Regions from separate parts of the Sus scrofa genome. Here region 1 is linked to region 2. A link is a contact called in public Hi-C data. All regions are on one chromosome and are shown on one strand. The core of a region is the stretch at or near the end of the contact, and the rest is flanking DNA. Distances in the headings are between cores, read along the strand shown.

Evidence for each region. A called contact is a pair of places that touch in the nucleus more often than the background predicts.
Region 1: a Hi-C map of embryonic fibroblasts shows a contact between it and region 2, with 1.6 times the contacts expected there. The contact joins two enhancer-like sites. A contact is called at or near these places in 1 of 47 Hi-C or Micro-C datasets (embryonic fibroblasts) and 1 of 2 datasets of contacts at active chromatin or transcription factors (alveolar macrophages).

Annotation. Positions count from the first base shown.
Region 1 is chr2:11,908,823-11,915,460 of Sscrofa11.1, reverse strand. It overlaps OSBP (oxysterol-binding protein 1), which reads right to left. Exons shown (of 14, transcript XM_021082995.1): 13 at 6,181-6,401; 14 at 3,801-6,086. The coding sequence ends at 5,944. Among named protein-coding and RNA genes, the nearest start is that of TRNAF-GAA, 5.5 kb to the left of the region's middle. Within about 2 kb of position 2,755, at least 15 of the 83 cell types and tissues checked have an H3K27ac peak or open chromatin away from gene starts, as enhancers often do. A contact at or near this core is called in embryonic fibroblasts, where this site is marked.
Region 2 is chr2:11,708,414-11,715,107 of Sscrofa11.1, reverse strand. It overlaps STX3 (syntaxin-3), which reads left to right. Exons shown (of 11, transcript XM_021082987.1): 3 at 2,395-2,494; 4 at 3,065-3,139; 5 at 4,257-4,324. Among named protein-coding and RNA genes, the nearest start is that of MRPL16, 22 kb to the right of the region's middle. Within about 2 kb of position 2,532, at least 12 of the 83 cell types and tissues checked have an H3K27ac peak or open chromatin away from gene starts, as enhancers often do. A contact at or near this core is called in embryonic fibroblasts, where this site is marked.

The DNA.
Region 1 (6,638 bases), core at 1,506-4,005, 200 kb before region 2:
GTGATATAGATAGATAAATAGATAGATATTTTTCTTTCTTGCTTTTTTTTTTTACAGGGCCACATGGGCAGCATATGGAAGTTCCCAGGCCAGGGGTCGAATTGGAGCTACAGCTGCCAGCCTATGCCACAGTCACAGCAACACGGGATCCAAGCCGCATCTGTGATCTACACCACAACCCACAGTAACACCGGATCCCTGACCTACTGATCGAGGCCAGGGATTGAACCTGCATCCTCATGGATATAGTCAGATTCGTTTCCGATGTGCCACAATGGGAACTCCGGATGATATATTTTTTTAACTTGCAGGTGATTTTAATGTACAGCTACTCTCAGCATCCCATCCCTCACTTCTCACAAAAATGTAGCCATTGTATTTTTCCCCATGTTTTTAATTGCTTACTCAACCTCTCCACAGGCACCTCCAACTTAGAATGTCCAAAAATAAACACATCTTTCCCTCTAAAGTTGTTTAGCTTAACACCACCTTCCATCTAAGTTTCCCCAGCCAGAAAAATACAAATTCCCTCCTCCTTCCCACACTCCCTCCCCCTGCTCTCCACCAATAATCATACCCAAGTACTCTTCATTCCAATTCCATATTCCAAAATCCCTGCACTTCTTCATTCTCTTAACTTCTTCAGCCTCCTAATTGATCTTACTACCTATCGATCATTTTCCACACTGGAACCCATCATCTTGCTTACAAATCTTTCACTGGCTCCCTCGTGAAAACAAAAACCTTCTTTATATGGTCTGCAAAGACTTCCATAACTTGGACCTTACGCTTCTCCAGTACCGTGTCAGTGTTCTCTCCTCGATTCTGTGCTCCAGCCATTCATGCAGCCTTCCAACCTCAGGATGCTTTCCTTTACTGTGCTCTTCGTCTTTATCCATGCAGTATTTTTGTTTTTGTTTTTAATTAAAGTATAGTTAATTTACAATGTTGTGTTAATTTCTGCTGTACAGCAAAATGATTCAGTTATAATACACTTTTTAATATTCTTTTCTATTATGGTTTATTCCAGGATATTGAATATCGTTCCCTGTGCTGTATAAGCAGACCTTGTTGTTTATCCATTTTATGTGTGATAGTTTGCATCTGCTAACCTCAAATTCCCAGTCCAGCCCTCCCTGACCTCCCCTCCCCCTTGGCAACCACAAGTCTGTTTTCTAGGTCTGTGAGTCTGTTTCTATTCCTAGATAAGTTCATTTGTGTCATATTTTAGATTCCACATGTAAGTGATAGTATATGATATTTGTCTTTCTCTTTCTGATTTCACTTGGTATGATAATCTCTAGGTTTATCCATGTTGCTGCAAATGGCATTATGTCATTCTTTTTTATGGCTGAGTAGTGTTCCAGTGTGTGAGTGAGTGTGTGTGTGTGTATACCGCATCTTCTTTGTCCACTCCTCTGCCAATGGACATTAAGGTTTTTTCCATGTCTTGGGTATTGTGAGCAGTCATGCAGCATTTTTATACATTGCTCTTCCCCTAACCCCTATTAAACCTGCAACTCTTGATTCAGATACATTCTCCTAGTTCTAGAAGCTTTGTCTGATATGTCTTTGTCCCTTCTCTCCCACTCCCTATAATCTTGTTACCTTGCTACATTGTTTTCACACCATTTATCAAACTAGCTTGTCATAATTGCCTGTTTATCTGAGCTCTTAATTTCTTTCTTTCTTCCTTCCTTTCTTTTTTTTCTTTCTTTTTCGGCTGATCCCTTGGCATGCAGAAGTTCCCAAGCCAGGGATCAAACCTGAGCCACAGCAGTGACAATGCTGAATCCTTAACCATGAGGCTACCAGGGAACCCCTCTGAGCATTTTTTTTCCCCCATTTGTATCCCTAATGTATTCCTCAATTATCTTGCTGAAAGTAGAGCAAACCCTTGAAATTTATAGGTTTAACATTTGTGTAGGTCTTCGGAGATTTTTGGCACGTGTAATAGTATATAATTTTGAATCACATGTAGACACCTCAGGATTTTAGACCCATCATGTCACAGTCACCCATTAAAGGAATAAAGGAGGAATTATTACAATTTTTCAGGCACATTTGACAGCCCCTGTTGGAGGGAACTACATTCCACATGGTATTCAAGGTTGAGGGATGCAGCTCCCACAACTGTCAAGGGTCTACTGCAGTGGTTTTTAGCTTGCCAGAAAAAAAAAAAAAAAAAGAGGGGAGTTCCCGTAGTGGCGCAGTGGTTAACGAATCCGACTAGGAACCATGAGGTTGCGGGTTCGGTCCCTGGCCTTGCTCAGTGGGTTAACGATCTGGCGTTGCCGTGAGCTGTGGTGTAGGTTGCAGACGCAGCTCGGATCCCGCGTTGCTGTGGCTCTGGCGTAGGCCGGTGGCTACAGCTCCAATTGGACCTCTAGCCTGGGAACCTCCATATGCCGCGGGAGCGGCCCAAGAAATAGCAAAAAGACCAAAAAAAAAAAGAGGGAAAACAAAGTCGTTGATACTTCACACCAAGCCCACTGATGGGAACTGGGAAGATGACTTGAGCAGATAAGTGGTTATCCCAAGAAGCAGGTTAGAAAAAACCATCCCTGGTGATAAAGCTAATTTTGTGGGAGCATGTTCCTTCCTTGAGGTGGGACTCCCAAAATGATATTATCCACATTAATAAGCTTTTAGAAACAGAAATATGCATTTCTGCGTGATGTATAATCCAGGAGGAAATGACTATCAGCTGCGTTCCAACCCAGTATCTCACAGCACACAAGGTTGGAAAGGTCACAAACTCCAGGGTTAAACAAACCCAGCTTTGAATTCCAGTGCTGTGACTAACCAATCAGCCATGTGACCAGGAGTGAATTAATCCAAGTTGGGGTATTTTTTGAGCAACTTTCTTTATATTCGACAAGACAATTTTAACATTTACCTCTTAAAATTGTTTAAGAGGAAGCCAGGAAATGTTCAGACTCAGTTCTCAGCATTCTGGACACAGAAGCAGATGTGCAGCGGACGTGGGGGCCCCCCTCAGGGCAGGTATTGGCACTGGCCCTCATCTAAGGCCTCTCCAGTCCCCTCCAGTCCCTTTGCCCACCTGTCCCCTCCCTGAACATTACAGAGAAAACCTAAACAAGCATCTTCACTGTTCTTACTTCTGTCCAAGGTCTGCGAATCAACACTCAATTGCTTATGTTTCAAAATACAGAATCTGAGTTACCACATGGGAGAGCTAAGAGCCTGAGAATTAAATGGGCAAGATTTTTTTTTTTATTTTTTTATTTTAGGGCCCCACTTTCAGCATATGGAAGTTCCCAGGCTAGAGAAGGGTCGAATCAGAGTTACGGCTGTCAACCTGCACCATGGCTACAGCAACATAGGATCTGAGCTTTGTCTGTGACCTACACCACAGCTTACAGCAATGCTGGATCCTTAACCCACTGAGTGAGGGCAAGGATGGAACCGGAGTCCTTATGGATACTATTCGGACTTGTTACACTGAGCCGCAATGAGAACTTGCAAGACTTTTATCTTGGGGGTGACGCAGGCCCAGTATCAAAAACTCTGTAAACTATCCCCCAATGCCAATGTGGGACACAGATGATGACATTATCCTGAAGCATCAGGGGCTGTTAAAACCACTCTTCTGGTCATGGGACCTCCAGAATGCTGTTGAGCAGTCAAAACATCTGTAAACCCTTGCCCAGTTTTTCTCTCAGTTTCCCATGGAGATCAAGTTCCTGGACTCCCAAGAACAAATCACTGTGGGTCCAGCTCTCCACCTCCTCCCGCCTCCTACCTGGTAGACGTGGAAGTGAATCAGACAAACAATATGACTTTTTAAAAATTATTTAATTTAGTAGTTTTCTTGGAAAAAAAACAATAAGGCAAAAAAACCGAAAATATATATCGTTTTGTTTTGTTTTCACATGACTTTATTTCACCTGAAGGACTCGAAGCTTCTTCCATTAGCAGGAATCTGACTGGGGGGTCAGGCTGGAAATGTAGTGCAGATAGATGGTGGAGGGGTGGGGGAGTACATCGGGGACGTTGCTTAGCTGGGGAGTTCCCACTCCGTCTGAAGCCCCCCTCCTTAGGTCATCGCCTTCACAGGCCTCCTTGAAAGAAGCTCCCAGGAGGTGCCCCTCTTGAGTTCATCACAGCTAGGAAGGGAGAGGCGGGGGGTGGGAATGAAAGTACTACTTCGCCAGTGTCAATCCAGTCACCCCGAGCGGGATGGCTTCCTCTGGAATGATACTCTCCCTCGGACCCCCACCAGCTGAGGCTCAGCAGTTAAGGAACAGAAATGAAAAAACGCTAACAAAAAGCATACAAGGAAGGCACCTCAATTTGTGATCCTCAACCAAGGGTGGGTGGCACGGGGGCTAGGTTTCTGAACAAGACAACTTAAACAAATGCCAAACGGAAAAAAAGGAAGGAAACCAGGGCCCGACAGGAGCAGTTCTCTTGCCAACCCCACGTGCCCGGTGTTTTTAGCCCCGATTCCTGGGAAGAAGGCTCTTTTGGGGAATGAGCTGTCTGGTGCTGTGATTTGGCCAGAGGCCAGCTTAAACCCGAAATGACCCTCCGGACTTTCTACCCAGACCCTTCCTAATGAAAGGAGGAAAAACGGTAGGAAAGAGGTTAGGATTTCATTTTCAAGAGTCAGGTAATTAGGAGAGCAGAGCTTGGACAGTGGTGGGTGCCCCATGATACCAACCATGGATAAAGTCCCTGCTCAGTAACTGCTGGATGGGGTCCTGCTCAGGTTTTGAGTGTCTGACCCTGAAAGATGGAAAGCAGAGGAGGCTCCAACCCACATCAGTGTGTCCAAGAGAGTCTCCCAGGGAGACAAGTGGTATCAAAAAAACAAGATTCTTAATGGGAAGAAGGAAAATCAAACCAAAAAAAAAAAAAAATTAGATTTTTCTCTACATATATATAATATACAGATATTTAACACATTATTCCAGAGGTGGCTCCAGTCCACGGGGCTTGAGAGATGGTGAAAACTTATTCCAAAGCATCTCCTTCTCGCAGATTCTGAAGGGTATCAGAACGGGACAGGTAATGCTTTGCTCCAGACTGGGGCCCAAACCTGGATTGGTACTGTGCCGGGAGAGAGAAGAGGAAAAGGCAGTGAAGGACGGGGGTGAGAAGGGACAGCAAAGCTGAAGTGGCCAGCAAGTCTCTTTCCATCCTGCCTGTGTTCTCAGAAGTTCTCTGCCTGAGCGAGTCCGTAAAACCCCTTTGTGAGGATAAAGCAACCCTCCTACCACCGACCACCCCAGTGGCCCTGGTTGCTGTCAAAGAAGATGGAGAACAGCAGCAGGGTGTTTTACGCGAGTGAAGATCATCGAAACTTCCAAGAATTTAACTCTGAACGTTCCAGCCCTCTGGCAAGCGTCCCAATACCAGTTTTCTCTGCACGGACACCCCGTTAAGGGTCCCCGCTTGTGAACATTTCATAATGTTATGCCTAAGTTCCATCACAAGCATTCCCGATGCCTCTGCTGGTACGTCTCAACGTGTTTCTTTTTAAAGGGAACGTCTAAAATCAGCTTTTGCTCTGAACAGCACCAGAATGCCTCTGAATCATCACCTTCCGCAGATCTTGGCTGAGCAGGACGCTCTGAGGGGAGGGCGAATGACGTCATCTCAGATGGGGGCAGAGGGAGAAGGAAGAGCCCAGAGCACTCGCCTCTGCCCAAGTGGGATTACACTAACTTTCGGCCGCTACCCCTCTCCCTCCCGAGCACAGTATCTAGAATGTCGATTTCAGTTTCAATCAGCTAAGGCAACCAGCCAATCACCACCGATGGTGTCTGCTTCTGGTGACTGATTTGGAAAAAATGATTGGTTAAGACAGACAAACTCGAGGAAAGCGCTCGCTCGGTAAGAGTCACGCCGGCCAGCTTTCCCGCGCATCCTCTGTCCTCGACAGCTTTGCGTCCTCCTCCTTCTGTTAGGGCTGGTTCAGAAAATGTCTGGGCACGAGCTCCAGTCCTGTTTCTCTTTACACTCCCAGTATCCGCCCCTATAAATATGGGTTAACTCCTTGGTGACGGGGTCCTTCTTCCGCTCGAACCACAGTGCCTTGTAGGGATCATAGGGTGTGCCTGAAAGGGAAAGAGGGTAGAGGAAAACAGTTAGAACCAAAAACACCCTGGCGTTCTCCAGCATCGAGAAATAAGAGGAGAAGGCGTCTGCTACCATCCTCTGTGGCTTTCATAGCTTCGGCTTCCCTCTTCTTTCTGGAAAGTCTCTGTTTTTCCTCTAGGCGTTGCTTCTCAGCATTTGCTTCATCCCAGCGCCCATTTTCCATCAGTCTCTGGTCAGGCCGCAATCGGCTGTCTGTGGGGGCAGTGCCAGCTTCCCAGGCATTGAGAGTTAGAGCAAGCTCTGAAAAGTAGTACATGTTTTCTGCATTCTTCCTGAAAGTAAAGGATGAGAGAGAGAGTGAGCCAGACCTGAGACCCTCATTAGTTAAGGAGCAACAACCAAGTTCAATGCCAAAGGCCACCTCAGCCAGGCTGTTCTGAAATTAGGAAGAATGAAACACTATCAAATAAAATTTCTTTCTTCCTCTTCGCTTTCTTTTTAACCTCTTTCTGGAATAGGTTAATAATCTTGGATATTCCTAAGGCCCGAACATATTCAATGATGACAGG
Region 2 (6,694 bases), core at 1,283-3,782:
TCGCAAATGAGGAGGTTGATGAGGACAGAGGGAAAAGGGCAGCGGCAGTGGGGGAGGGGGGGTGGAGGTTGGGGGGAGGGGAGACCTCTGACGTGGAAGGTCCTGCAGGTGGGTTGAGGACGGTGCCTGGGCCCAGTTCTGCCTGTCTAGCTCTGTGAGCCATTTACTGTCGGGTCTCCAAGTGTCTGGAGTGACTCTGAGCTTGGGGTCCAACAGCTTCATGCCACCAACTTCCTACCTCGTCTTATTATCACTGATCAAACTTGGGGTCCGCAGGTTCTTTATGAAATAATGTTTCGGGATGTGTCTTCCAAAACATCCTGTCCATTGAACATACAAAACCTCAGGCCTCCAGCTTTGCCCAAAGATGGCAATTAGTACAGTTGTTAAACTCATTTTAAAATGGTGAGTACAGAGAGTTCCCGTCGTGGCGCAGCGGAAATGAATCCGACTAGGAACCATGAGGTTTCAGGTTCGATCCCTGGCCTCGCTCAGTGGGTTAAGGATCTGGTGTTGCCCTGAGCTGTGGTGTAGTTTGCAGATGCAGCTCGGATTTGGCGTTGCTATGGCTCTGGTGTAGGCCGGCGGCTACAGCTCTGATTAGACCCCTATCCTGGGAACCTCCATGTGCTGTGGGTGCGGCCCTCAAAAGACCAAAGACGAAAATAAATAAATAAAAAATAAGATGGTGAGAACATTTTATTCTAGAAAGCCTTTTTTCTTGTTTCTGTTTTGTACATTGTATTTGCTCTGGCAAGATAGTCATGTGATGGAAGTGAAAACATGGGGCGATGCAGTGACATTTTATGAGCTATAAGAGGAACCAGTGTTTGATGTGAGAGATAAAGAGAGAGGGAAGGGTAAGGTGGCCATTTCTGGGTCCCCCGAGGGCCTCATTATGAGGTGGTTATAGCCCAAAGCCACTGGCATTCACAGGTGATAACATAGGCGTTATTTATTTATTTATTTATTTTTACTGGTCAGGTGGGCTTGGGATGCTGCTAAAAGTGAGCGTATGGGGAAGCCAAAAACATTATCTTAACTCTAATGGAAAAATGGTCCCAGTTGGACCCTGGAGGGCACTGTTTGAGTGCTGTTCCTTCCACCACCTCTGTGACCTTTTTAACCCTTCATTTCCTTATTGGAAAAATGGTCCCAATGCAGTGTTGTGATTTGTTTGGCCAGCATTTAAAATGCTTCACAAATGTCTGGGTAGGTCCTTGTATTTGTCCTTACACTCTGCTGATATGATTGCATTGAGATGTTATTCCATATCTTCAAGCAAGCGATTCTCTTGTCAAACTATGGTGCGTTCAAGCCAATTTATTTGTAGAAGGCGGAGTCCATGTCCCAGTGGCAAAAATACTTATTGGAGGGGTAGAGAACTCAAGTTTTACTTCTCGACTTTCTTTGCAATTGGGAGAGCCATGACTAGGTTTTTGAAAACAAGTGAATTATTCACTGGAAGAAAGAGCATCTTGAGTTGTATTTTCATTGCATCTTGGGTGTTAAGATCTTACTGTTTGGCGTTTTACCAGATTTCTGTTGTTGACTGTGGCAGCGCTGATGTGCTCCTCATTGTGGAAGTGTGGCAGGTGATATGGGGGGCGGTTCTGAGGTCCCTGGCATGGGCTGCCTCCTGCACTTGTGCCGTGACCACCTCAGCAGGGGCCGTGGGGCAGGGGCGCCCAGTGCCTTTTGAGAGGGAGCTGAGGCTGCACTTAACGCTCAGCAGAGTCCTGGATGGTGTGCTATCTGGGAGTGAGGTGCGGCTGGAAGTCCTTTCTGATGCACACTGTACAGTCAGGAACCTCAGGAATGGCAGAAATGGTCCATGGCTCCAGCCCCCTGGGTCCTGATCATCTGAGGCCGTCAGCCAGTGAGAGGTATTTGCCCAGAACTGGAGCTGGCCCGTCTCCCCAGATGGTCACTGCTTCCTCTCTCTTTCTCTTCCTCTGTTTTTCTCTTCCTCTTCCTCTCATTCTTCTTTCTCTGTTTCTCACCCTCTAGGTCTGTTCTCTCCCTTTCTTTTCTTTCCCTCTTTCCTTTTTACCTCTCTCCCATCCTCACTCTCTGACGTTCCCAGTTTTAGAGGAGCTGAGCATCAGCCTGAGAAGGTTTCATGACCCTTCCCTCTGGTTCCTCATGAGTCTTTCTGGCCGGAATCCTCTCAGTCAAGGTGAGCAGGTGTATTCCTCTCAGGGAGCGATGAGGACAGATCTTCAGTGACTGCTCTGACTACGGAGAGGGTCGTCACTGGGCTCACGGGTCCTCAGAAGACCTTTCTCGCCACCGTCTTCTTCCACAAACCCAGAAGGCGGGCAGAAAGTTCTGCTACCTTTCATTCCGGACATGATCATAGCTGTATTCTCCCTCTTGTCTTTCTAATTTTAGATTGAGGAAACTCGACTCAACATTGACAAGATCTCAGAGCATGTGGAGGAAGCTAAGAAACTCTACAGCATCATTCTCTCTGCGCCCATTCCAGAGCCAAGTGGGTGTTGACTCAGGGCTGAATCACCCGACCATGACCCTTGGCCACTGGGGCTGGGCCTCGGCCAGCAGGGGAGGGGATGTGTTACCTCACACTGATGTCTGGATCACGTCATCACCCACCCCCCCTCACCCACTTCTGACTCACACTGCCCTGACCGCCATCAGCGCTTCTCTTCATGGTTCCCCTCAACCTGTTTTGCCAAACCTCTGCTTCCCAACCCTCTGTCTCATGACTGGCAATGACTCTGCTGCTCAAATACCTCATCTCTGCCCCACCGCTGCTCTTGTGCCATTTCCTCCACCTGAAATGCCCCCCCACCCCCCCCCATTTTTCCATGAACTGTTTTTATTCTGTAAGTCTGAGTAGGGTGCCTGGAAAAAAAATGCCTGTTAAAAATAAGCCCTCTGTGATCCTAAGGAGGATGCCTGGGGAGCCCACCGGGATGTGCGCTGCTCTGGGTGGAGAGCGCTGAAAAAGCACCCCATCTCTTCCATTGATTGTTGTAGCTGACTAAGCAATCAGTCTTTTCTACCTGCCTGATTCCACCTGCCTTTTTTTTTTATCCAGAAACCAAGGATGACCTGGAGCAGCTCACGACTGAGATCAAGAAAAGGGCCAACAACGTCCGGAACAAACTGAAGAGTAAGAAGGCAGCAGGGGGTTCAGGCAGCTCCCCCCTCCCACCCCCATCCATCTCACGGCCTCTGGGTCCAACTCTTCTGGACCGAGACTCTTCCCGATGGGAGTGACACTCTTTGTGCCATCTTTGTTCGTGGTCTGGGCACTGTCCCTGGAATAGACCTATTCTAGTCCCAGAAATTCTGTCTGCTCTTGGGTCATGACTGTGGCTGGAGGAGTCCGGAGTGGAAGTTTGGAGGCGGGAATGAAAGTGTGCTTTCAGCTGCTGAATATTTGTGTGACTTGGTCCTTAAACTTAGTCCGTCAACTTTTTTCCTCCTGGTCCCGATTCTTCGGCACCTGCAGACACATGAATAGTGGTGTTGGTTATCTCTGGATGCCGGAGAGGTTGTTCAGTCTACAGATATTTCTTGGGGACCAGGTGTCTCACCCTCCATTTCCACCACCCCCACCCCTTGGCTTAGGGCATTCCTCGGTGAAGCCACTCTCATAGAGTTGGTTCCCCTGGGGCCCAGAAGTCATAAGTCATTTGCATTCTTGCCTCATTGTATTTGGTGACGAGTGCTTGCTGTTGGTCAGAGTATGAAAGTGGCATTGCTCAGCCTAAGTAATCAGTTCTCAGCCAAAGCAGACGGCGCTACCTGTTTTCACGGGGGTGGAGGTGGAGGTTGCTAGTGGCAGCTTCCATCTGTAGCACCGATCATGTGCCAAGCCCTCAGTGGGCATCCTTCTTTCATTTCCACATCAGAATCGCCAGAGAGGGGCACTGCTCTTTATTCCATCTTACAGATGAGAGAATGGGAACACAGGTTAAGTGGCTTTTCCAGAGGTAGACGGCTAGTAGGTGGCGGGGCAAGGATTTGAGCCCATGTCTCTTGATGACAGAGACAGAGTGGCTGACCCCTGAGCTGAGATGTAGCTGAGGAAGGCCTGTGCCTGGGAAAGGCGTGGAGTGTGCGTCCTGTGGCTCACGAGGGAGCTGGCCTTCCGAGACGGGGCCTGCCTGCTGTCACGTCTCCTGGCCCAGGTGTGAGAATGAGAGTCAGGGTTGCATTGTGCAGCGTGTGTCCTGGCAGAGAGCAGCAGATGCCTTGCTAGAACGTCCTTCTCTCCCACCCAGGCATGGAGAGGCATATCGAAGAAGACGAGGTCCGGTCGTCAGCAGACCTTCGGATTCGGAAATCCCAGGTGAGAGTTTCCCTGGTCTAACGATCATCTAGTCCGATCTTTTTTTTATTTATTTTTTTCCTAGCTTTTTAATCTATTTATTTTTATTTATAAAACTTTTTATTGAGGAGTTTCCGTTGTGGCGCAGTGGAAACGCATCTGACTAGTATCTATGAGGACGTAGGTTTGATCCCTGGCCTCGCTCAGTGGGTTAAGGATCCAGTGTTGCCAGGAGTTTTGGTGTAGGTTGCAGATGTGGCGCAGATCTCGCGTTGCTGTGGCTGTGGTGTAGGCCGGCAGCTGTAGCTCCATTTCAACTCCTAATCTAGGAACCTCCATATGCCACAAGTGTAGCCCTAAAAAGCAAAAAAAAAAAAAAAAAAAAAAAAAAAAATTTTTATTGAAGTATGGTTGATTTACAATATTGTGTTAGTTTCTGGTGCGTAGTAGCAAAGCGATTCAGTTTGTATATATGAATTAAGGAGGCTCTTCAGGGGAGTTCCTGTCGTGGCTCAGTGGTTAATGAATCCAACTAGGAACCATGAGGTTGCAGGTTCGATCCCTGGCCAGTGGGTTAAGGATTCCGTGTTGCCGTGAGCTGTGGTGTAGGTTGCAGATGCCGCTCGAATCGCGCGTAGCTGTGGCTCTGGTGTAGGCTGGCGGCTACAGCTCCGATTTGACCCCTAACCTTGAACCTCCATATGCCTCGGGAGTAGCCCAAGAATGGCAAAAAAGACCAAAAAAAAAAAAAAAAAAAAAAAAAAAAAGAAAGAGGCTTTTCAGACTTAATGGGGGGGGGGGCAGTTGAGTGTTTTATTTATTTATTTATTTTTTTGTCTTTTTGTCTTTTGTTGTTGTTGTTGTTGCTATTTCTTGGGCTGCCCCCGCGGCATATGGAGGTTCCCAGGCTAGGGGTTGAATCGGAGCTGTAGCCACCGGCCTACGCCAGAGCCACAGCAACGCAGGATCCGAGCCGCGTCTGCAACCTACACCACAGCTCACGGCAACGCCAGATCGTTAACCCACTGAGCAAGGGCAGGGACCGAACCCGCAACCTCATGGTTCCTAGTCGGATTCGTTAACCATTGCGCCACGACGGGAACTCCGAGTGTTTTAAATTAGTGGGGTAGGAGTTCTCATCATGGCTCAGAGAAACAGTATCCACAAGGACGCAGGTTTGATCCCTGGCCTCGCTCAGTGGGTTAAAGATCCAGCACTGCCATGAGCTGTGGTGTAGGTTGAAGACATGGCTTGGGTCTGGCCTTGCTGTGGTTGTGCTATAGGCTGGCAGCTATAGCTCCAATTCAGCCGCTAGCCTGGGAACCTCCATATGCTGCAAGTGTGACCCTAAAAATACCAAAAAAAAAAAAAGTAGTAAGGTGTGGTTAGTTGGGGTGAGTATCCTGGGAGATATGTATATATTTCTTTCTCAGATTCTTTTTCATTATGGGTTATTATAAGATATTGGATATAGTTCCCCTGCTGTACAGTAAATCCTTGTTGTTTATTTCATATACAGCAGTGTGTATCTGTTAATCCCAGACTCTTAATTTATTCCCCCCCCTTTCCCTTTGGTAATTATAAGTTTGTTTTCTATGTCTGTGAATCTGTTCATTTGTATTATTTTTTAGAATCCAACTATAAGTGATATCATATAATATTTGTCTTTGTCTGACTTACTTAGTATGATAATCTCTAGTTCCATCCTTGTTGTTGCAAATGGTATTATTTCATTTTCATTCCTTTTCATGGCTGAGTAGTGTTTCATGGTATGTATACGTACCACTTCTTCACCTGTTCATCTGTTATTTCCCTGTCTTGGTTATTATAAATAGCATTGCTCTGAACATAGGGATGCATGTATCCTTTTGAATTAGTTTTGTCCAGATAGATGCCCACGAATGAGATGGCTGGGTCATATGGTAGTTGTATATTTAGTTTTTAAAGGAACCTCCATACTGTTTTCCGTAGTGGCTGCATGAATTTACATTCCCACCATCATGTAGGGGGGTTCTCTTTTCTAGCAGTGGAGTCTTAAAAAAAAACAAAAAAACAAAACAGCTCTTGTTTGGAATTCAGTTTGAAGAGCTGGTAGAGGAGAGCTGCCCAGGTTGAAGTAGGGGACGGGGTCGAGTCTGGCCCTGGTGGCCCCTCTCACACTCTCCTCTAGGGAGGCCTCTGAGGCTCCCAGAGGCAGCTTAGGGTTGAGCGTGCCTCCCTGGTTTACAGCTGAGGAAACTAAAGTGTTCCTTCCGAAGATTGTTGGTCATCATTTGTCCTGTTTGGTGGTCATCAGACACATGATCCTTGTCCTTGAAGAAATGGCACGATGTTCAAGTGGCACAAGGAAACTTGACACAAGACCCCCAGGAAAGCCGTGTAGAAAGACAT